Linked DNA regions of Zea mays: region 2 is linked to region 1. Evidence: chromatin contacts called from public Hi-C data. All regions are on one chromosome and are shown on one strand. The core of a region is the stretch at or near the end of the contact, and the rest is flanking DNA. Distances in the headings are between cores, read along the strand shown.

The links. Hi-C and Micro-C count contacts between places; a contact is called where the count stands out from the background.
Region 2: a contact with region 1 is called in a Hi-C map of bundle sheath, with 3 times the contacts expected there. The contact joins the promoter of LOC100283243 here to the promoter of LOC103654095 in region 1. A contact is called at or near these places in 2 of 25 Hi-C or Micro-C datasets (bundle sheath and ear).

Annotation. Positions count from the first base shown.
Region 1 is chr4:174,730,257-174,733,826 of Zm-B73-REFERENCE-NAM-5.0, reverse strand. LOC103654095 (cytochrome P450 714C3) reads left to right here and starts at 1,951. Exons shown (of 2, transcript XM_008680901.2): 1 at 1,951-2,655; 2 at 2,746-3,570. The coding sequence starts at 2,152.
Region 2 is chr4:175,085,580-175,088,710 of Zm-B73-REFERENCE-NAM-5.0, reverse strand. LOC100283243 reads left to right here and starts at 1,380. Exons shown (of 3, transcript NM_001156145.2): 1 at 1,380-2,293. The coding sequence starts at 1,537. It overlaps LOC103654099 (RING/U-box superfamily protein), which reads left to right. Exons shown (of 7, transcript XM_008680923.4): 6 at 34-136; 7 at 235-963. The coding sequence ends at 352.

The DNA of each region.
Region 1 (3,570 bases), core at 702-3,201:
ATAAAAGGAAGGACCAGGGCCCTCTTAGAGAGGGTTGGCCGCGCGGGGACGAGGAGGAGACAGGCGCTCGCGTGAGGCCGCTCGCTCCCTCTCCCGCGTGGACGCTTGTAACCCCCTACTGCAAGCGCACCCGACCTGGGCGCGGGACGAACACGAAGGCCGCGGGATTTCCACCTCTCTCACGCCCATCTCCGGCCACCTCACTTCCCCCCTTCGCGCTCGGCCTCGCGTCGACCCATCTGGGCTGGGGCACGCGGCGACATTCACTCGTCGGCTTAGGGACCCCCGGTCTCGAAACGCCGACAGGTATCGCACTCTACTTGCTGGTGGGGGAGGCACTGATTAAACATATATGTTCGCTGCGGCTTTAATTAATCTATCGGTTTTTATATTTATTTTTTCTCTATAGATTGTAGCTGCAGCATGTAGCAGTACACCCTTCCCTGCTGATTTGTTCCATAGCATGGATGCATCGATCCCAGTTCTTTATATGTGTCCATGCAAATCCAAGTCGGTAGCAGGCTAGCCTATCTATCATTCTATCCAAAACGACGACGAGCTTAATAGGCTCTATCATCCAATAGTAAAGGAAAGAAAAGAAGCAAACGTTGTTGACTAGAAATATTGCCGGCCAAAAGCAAGAAGCCGCATGAGAGTGCAGGTCGCTCCGTCCAATCCAGAAACGGAAAGAGAGGCGGAAACGGAAAGAGAGGCGGAAACCATTGGGGAAGAAAGCGATCCACGTGTGGCGCGCGCGCCCTGGCCGGAGTTGAATGACTGCTCTCGATCTCTCAGGTGAGCGGCGATCGAGGTCGGTACTCGGTAGAGGAGGACGACGACGACGACCAAGCCAGCCGGCCGGCCGGCCATATGGAGAATGCATGAACGCGGCGCTAGCCAGCTGTAACTTCCTTGCGTTGTTGACCGCACCGCGCGCGTCTCCATCCACCATCCGTCGTCGTCTGTCTGATGCATGATGCGAAGATGAGCGAGCAGCATGCAGTTGCAGCAGTCCATGGTGTGGTGGCCCATGCAGTGCAGGTCACCCTCAAGTCCTTGCTTGCTTTGGCACCCACCCAGCAAAGATTCTATTCTATGTGCATAAATAAATTTGCCCTAAATAAATAAATATGATTCTAGAGACAAGCGGGCATCCACTTCCAGCGACCCAGCAGCCATGGACGGCCGTCGGCTGGCTCCCCTCTGTTCTCCTCCTCCGCCGCCGCGCGCGTGGCAACGAGATCCCATGCATCATGGATGGCCGGCTCGCGCGCTCCACGGAACGCGCCAAGACAAGAAGAAAAGAGGAAGAGGAACTCGCTGACAGATAGGTCCCATATGTCACCCACTGACAGACAGAGACAGGCACATCCCACTGTCAGACAGACACACACACGGTGTCCTTTTTTTCTTTTTCTTTTTCTTTTTCTTTTTACTTTTCGCATTTTGTGTCGGACTGACATCAGCTTTAGCATTAATAAAAAAAAGGTTATACAGTACTAGTAGTGTGCAGTCAGAGGGTACCATATGCATAGTGTAATAATAATTAAATAAAGTAGTAATTGATTAGACGATCGAATAATAATATTGGCAGCGCATGGATACACGATGTCACGAACGCACAGCCCGCGGTATGAAACTGGGAGAGCATTTCGGCCATATTTATCATCATGGCGATTCTGTTGACGGCTTTGATAGCGATGATTTTGATTTTGACCGGCCGCATGACATGCTGCATGCAACATCATATCCTTTCGGTCGGTGTCGTGTCGTCTCCGAGTCTCTGACCCAGCCTGCTTCATTCTCCTGTACCCCCGCGTCCGCTCTAGCCTCTCGCTCGGTCAAACTCCCGCACACGGCCACACGGACGACCACCGCACCCACGTACCCCCACCCGTCGGCTGCGTCGGCGCCTCATCGTTCTCGTTCCTTCACTTCTCCGACCTCGCCGCCCTCCCCACCAGCAGGCTAGCTATATAAACCCCAGCGCCATGCACCACCTCTCCTCATCCAAATCGAGACAGAACACACCACCACAAGCTAGCTAGCAGCCTAGCACTAGCAGCGGCCGGGCAAGCCACCTCTCTCCCTCGATCCCTCGCCGATCGATCACCGTCTTTGCACTGATCTCTGCAGAAAGCTAGCATTAGTATGGACGGCGCCGTAGCGATAGCGGCGGCGGCGGTCCTGCTGCTCTGCGCCTTCATCTACGCGGCGTGGCTGGCACCGGCCGCAGCCAGGCGCCGCCTCCGCGGGGCGGGCTTCGACGGGCCACGCCCGTCCTTCCCCTTCGGCAACCTCCCCGAGATCACGGCCTCGCTGCAGGCCCAGGCCCAGGCCAACAACAACAAGTCCTCCGCCGTCGCCAGCGGCGACATCCACGCCGCCGTCTTCCCCTACTTCGCCCGCTGGCGCGAGTCCTTCGGCAAGGTCTTCGTCTACTGGCTGGGCACGGAGCCGTTCCTGTACGTGGCCCACCCGGAGTTCCTCAAGGCCGCCACCGCCGGCGCGCTGGGCAAGCGCTGGGGGAAGCCCGACGTGTTCCGCCGCGACCGCATGCCCATGTTCGGCCGGGGCCTCGTCATGGCCGAGGGCGAAGAGTGGACCCGGCACCGACACATCATCGCGCCAGCCTTCTCCGCCACAAACCTCAACGTACGTACTACTCAATATCTCTCCATGCACTCACTCACTCACAAAAGTTGTTGACGCTGACCGACCCCGGTACGGTGTGCATATATGCAGGACATGATCGGGCTCATGCAGGAGACCACCGCCAAGATGCTGGCCGAGTGGGGCGACGCGGTGGCGGCGTCCGGCGACCAGCAGGACGGCGCCGTCGTCGACGTGGAGCGGGGCGTGGTCCGGAACGCCGCCGAGATCATCGCCAAGGCGAGCTTTGGGGTGACCGACGACGAGGCCGGCGCGCGGGTGTTCCGGAAGCTGCAGGCCATGCAGGCGATGCTGTTCCAGTCCAACCGCCTCGTCGGGGTGCCGCTGGCGCGCCTGCTGCACGTGCGGAAAACCTACGACGCGTGGCGCCTGGGACGCCAGATCGACGCGCTGCTCATGGACATCATCCACGACGCGCGCCGCCGCCGCCGCCAGGGGAAGGACCTCCTGTCGCTGCTGCTGGCCGGGACGGAGGAAGCCACCGACCGGCGGCTCACCACGAGGGAGCTGGTGGACGAGTGCAAGACCTTCTTCTTCGGCGGGCACGAGACCACGGCGCTGGCGCTGTCGTGGACGCTGCTCATGCTCGCCGCGCACCCGGACTGGCAGGACGCGCTGCGGGAGGAGGTGGAGCGCGAGCTCGGCAATAAGGACGACCAAGGCCAGAAGCTCGACGCCGCCGCGCTTGGCCGCCTCACCAAGATGGGGTGGGTCATGAGCGAGGTGCTGCGCCTCTACCCGCCGTCGCCCAACGTGCAGCGGCAGGCTCTGGAGGACGTGCAGGTGGCGGAGGGCAAGGGGGCCGCTGTCGTCATCCCGCGTGGCACCAACATGTGGGTGGACGTGGTGGCCATGCACCACGACGTGGACCTGTGGGGCGACGACGCGCACGAGTTC
Region 2 (3,131 bases), core at 131-2,630, 360 kb before region 1:
GAATGGTCTTATTAAACTGCTTGTTTTTGTCAGGATTGTCGATGGATCTGTGTGACGATGGATCAAAATGGAATCAGGTGAGGACAGGAACCTGCTGCGTATGCTGTGATTCACAGATTGATTCTCTACTGTACAGGTGGGTACTCCACATGACATTTCAGGTTCCTTGTGCACAAGCTGGTGTATGTGATGCGTGATTTGTAATGCTTTAAACCTTTCGGGTGATGATGGCAGGTGTGGGCACATGTGTACTTGCTCGAAATGTGCAAATGAGCTGGTGCGCAGCGGCGGCAAGTGCCCGCTCTGCCGGGCTCCCATCGTGGAGGTGGTCCGCGCATACTCGGTAATGTAAGGTGGTGGAAGATACAGTCAGTAGGAAAGGAATAAGTTGACGGCAAGCGAAGTTTTGCTGCAAGTGAAGAAAAGCTTGTTTAGGAAATGGACCCCCTCCCAATCCCCCAAAAAAGAACTCTGTTTTTCCTCCTTTGTGAATCTATAGGGGAGGCTACTTACGTTGCCTGCATATTCGTTGCCTTGCTGCTCGTGTCGCCGAGACGCAGGCGGCAAAGGGCGTGCCATTAATTTTTGGAAGAGCTTGCGTTGGGAAGTGGTGTCCCCAGTGCAAGCTGTTTCACTGTATATTTATACACTGACTGATCCTCAACTGAAGCAGACACCAGCAATGCATTGGTATATACCAGGTTCCTTGATCACTCTCTGGTCCTCCCAGTGAGCATTGAGCTGTGATGTGTCAGTGTTTGGTGCGTTACATCTGCGTATCAGTCCGTAGTGTGGTAGTGGGTATGTAGCTTTCAGCTCCCGTTGCCTTTGGTTGAGTCGACTTCTCTTTCAAATGCACGGTCCGTGATGTTTCGAGCTGCTGTTGTACGCTACACGGAGAATGTACGCTTACAAACATATCACATATGAATATTGATGAAATATAGTACAGTATTATTGTGCTGTGCATACGTCTTTCGCACTCAGGAGCAACAGGCATGGTCTGCAAGATGACGTGCGACGCGTTTGCAATCGCAACCATGCTGGGGCTGGGCCAAACAGACGACAACCCCATAAACAGGAATACCAGTGACGCAAAAAAAAAGTATCAGTGCCATAGAAATGTGAGAATACAAAGAATTCTTCAAAATAAAAAAGGCTTACTTTGTACAGTGCTGAAAAAAACATATCAAAACAGTATTATAAATTCGAGTGTGCACTCTGCTTCCCCATTCCTCAAAAATCGAAAATAAATAAAAACAGATCGCGTCTCCATTCGAGTGTGCCCGTCGTGATTGGGATTCGGGCTCGTGATTTTCGGCGCGGGGCCGACGGGGTCATGTGAATGTGATCAGGCCGTTGCAGTCTTGGGAGTCTCCAGATCACACACGAGTCCCGTCCGCCGCTGTAGCAGTACTGCAGTAGAAATCCTGTCCTGTCGCTCCCTCCACCACACACTGAACTGAACACGCGCGCGCGCACGCCATTCCCCTCCCGTAGCGTGCGGCGTGCCGTCAATCCAAACCACCAAAAGCAATGCCGCCGCCGTCCGCAAACGGCGCCACCGCCGCCGCCGCCGCCGCGAGGGACGACATGTCCCCGGCGGAGGCCAGGCTGGCGATGATGGAGCTGGCGAACATGGTGTCGGTGCCGATGGCGCTGGCGGCCGTGATCCGGCTGGGCGTGCCGGCCGCGGTGTGGGCGGGCGGCGCCAACGCGCCCATGTCAGCGGCCGACCTCCTCCCGCCGGGCCACCCGGACCCGTCCGTCCTGGAGCGGCTGCTCCGCCTGCTGGCGTCCCGCGGCGTTTTCTCCGAGTCCACCGAGTCCACGCCCACCACGCGGCGGCGGCTATTCGCGCTCACCGCGGTGGGCCGCACCCTGGTGCCGGGGCCCGCCTCGGGCGCGTCCTACGCCGACTACGTGCTGCAGCACCACCAGGACGCGCTGGTGGCGGCGTGGCCCCGCCTGCACGAGGCCGTGCTTGACCCCGCGGGGCCCGAGCCGTTCGCGCGCGCCAACGCCGGGGTCACCGCCTACGCCTACTACGGCAAGGACCAGGACGCCAACCGGGTCATGCTCCGCGCCATGGCGGGGGTATCCGAGCCCTTCATGGGTGCCCTCCTCGACGGCTACGGCGCCGCCGGCGGGTTTCGCGGCGTCGCCACGCTCGTAGACGTCGGGGGAAGCTCCGGCGCCTGCCTCGAGATGATCATGCGCAGGGTCCCCACAATCACCGAGGGCATCAACTTCGACCTCCCCGACGTCGTCGCCGCAGCGCCGCCCATCGCCGGTACGTATACGCTCCTCCTTCTCCTCGCATAGTCTCACATCACATGCAATGGCAGTGCGGGACCTTATCTTCTCCCGATCCGTCCGTGGTTCGTTTTGGTTACCAAAAATCCTCGAGATTATGAGCACGTATCTTTACGCACTTTTCTCTCAGCTCAGCTCCGTCGAGATTGTACATTGTTTAGCTCCTCGAAAATGCCCAGAACAAGTCGCTCAAAACATCCTAAGGTTAATTGTCCAATTATATTACTGAGAAAACATCCGTCTAATGGTTTGCTTAATGGAACAAGGCGGGTAGTCCGAGCATTCCAAAGGAATACTACTAATGCAAAATTTATGCTACGACTACGTCAACATGCTGGAAAGAGTATGATAACATACAGGGGATTCGAGGGAATTAAGGGCCCGTTTGGTAAAGCTCTGGCTCCTGCTTCTTTAGCTCCAGATCCTGATCCTCGTGAGGAGCTGATCCTCCTGTTTCTTCTAGAGAATCAGAATCATTTTAAAAACCGTTTGGCAAGTGTCTGCTGAGAGTTGGTGGTCTGTGGCGATTGTCTGTTTTACCCTTTGCAGTTCAACTTTGTTACAAACCAATAAGTAGGACACATATACGAGAAAAAAATTATGAAACAATAACATATAAAATATTTCCATCATAGTAGTGCATAAAATGGTCTCAAATGTTTAATCCATAAATTGGCTCGTTATGTTTTTGTCCAATGGCAATTGCGAGTAATTTCGATCAAACTTTAAGGGGAGGTCCATATTTGGTTGGTTGAGGAGCTGTTTTAAGGGAGGGTGGAGCAGGTTTTTTTAGATCCCACATTTCTTCACAAAAA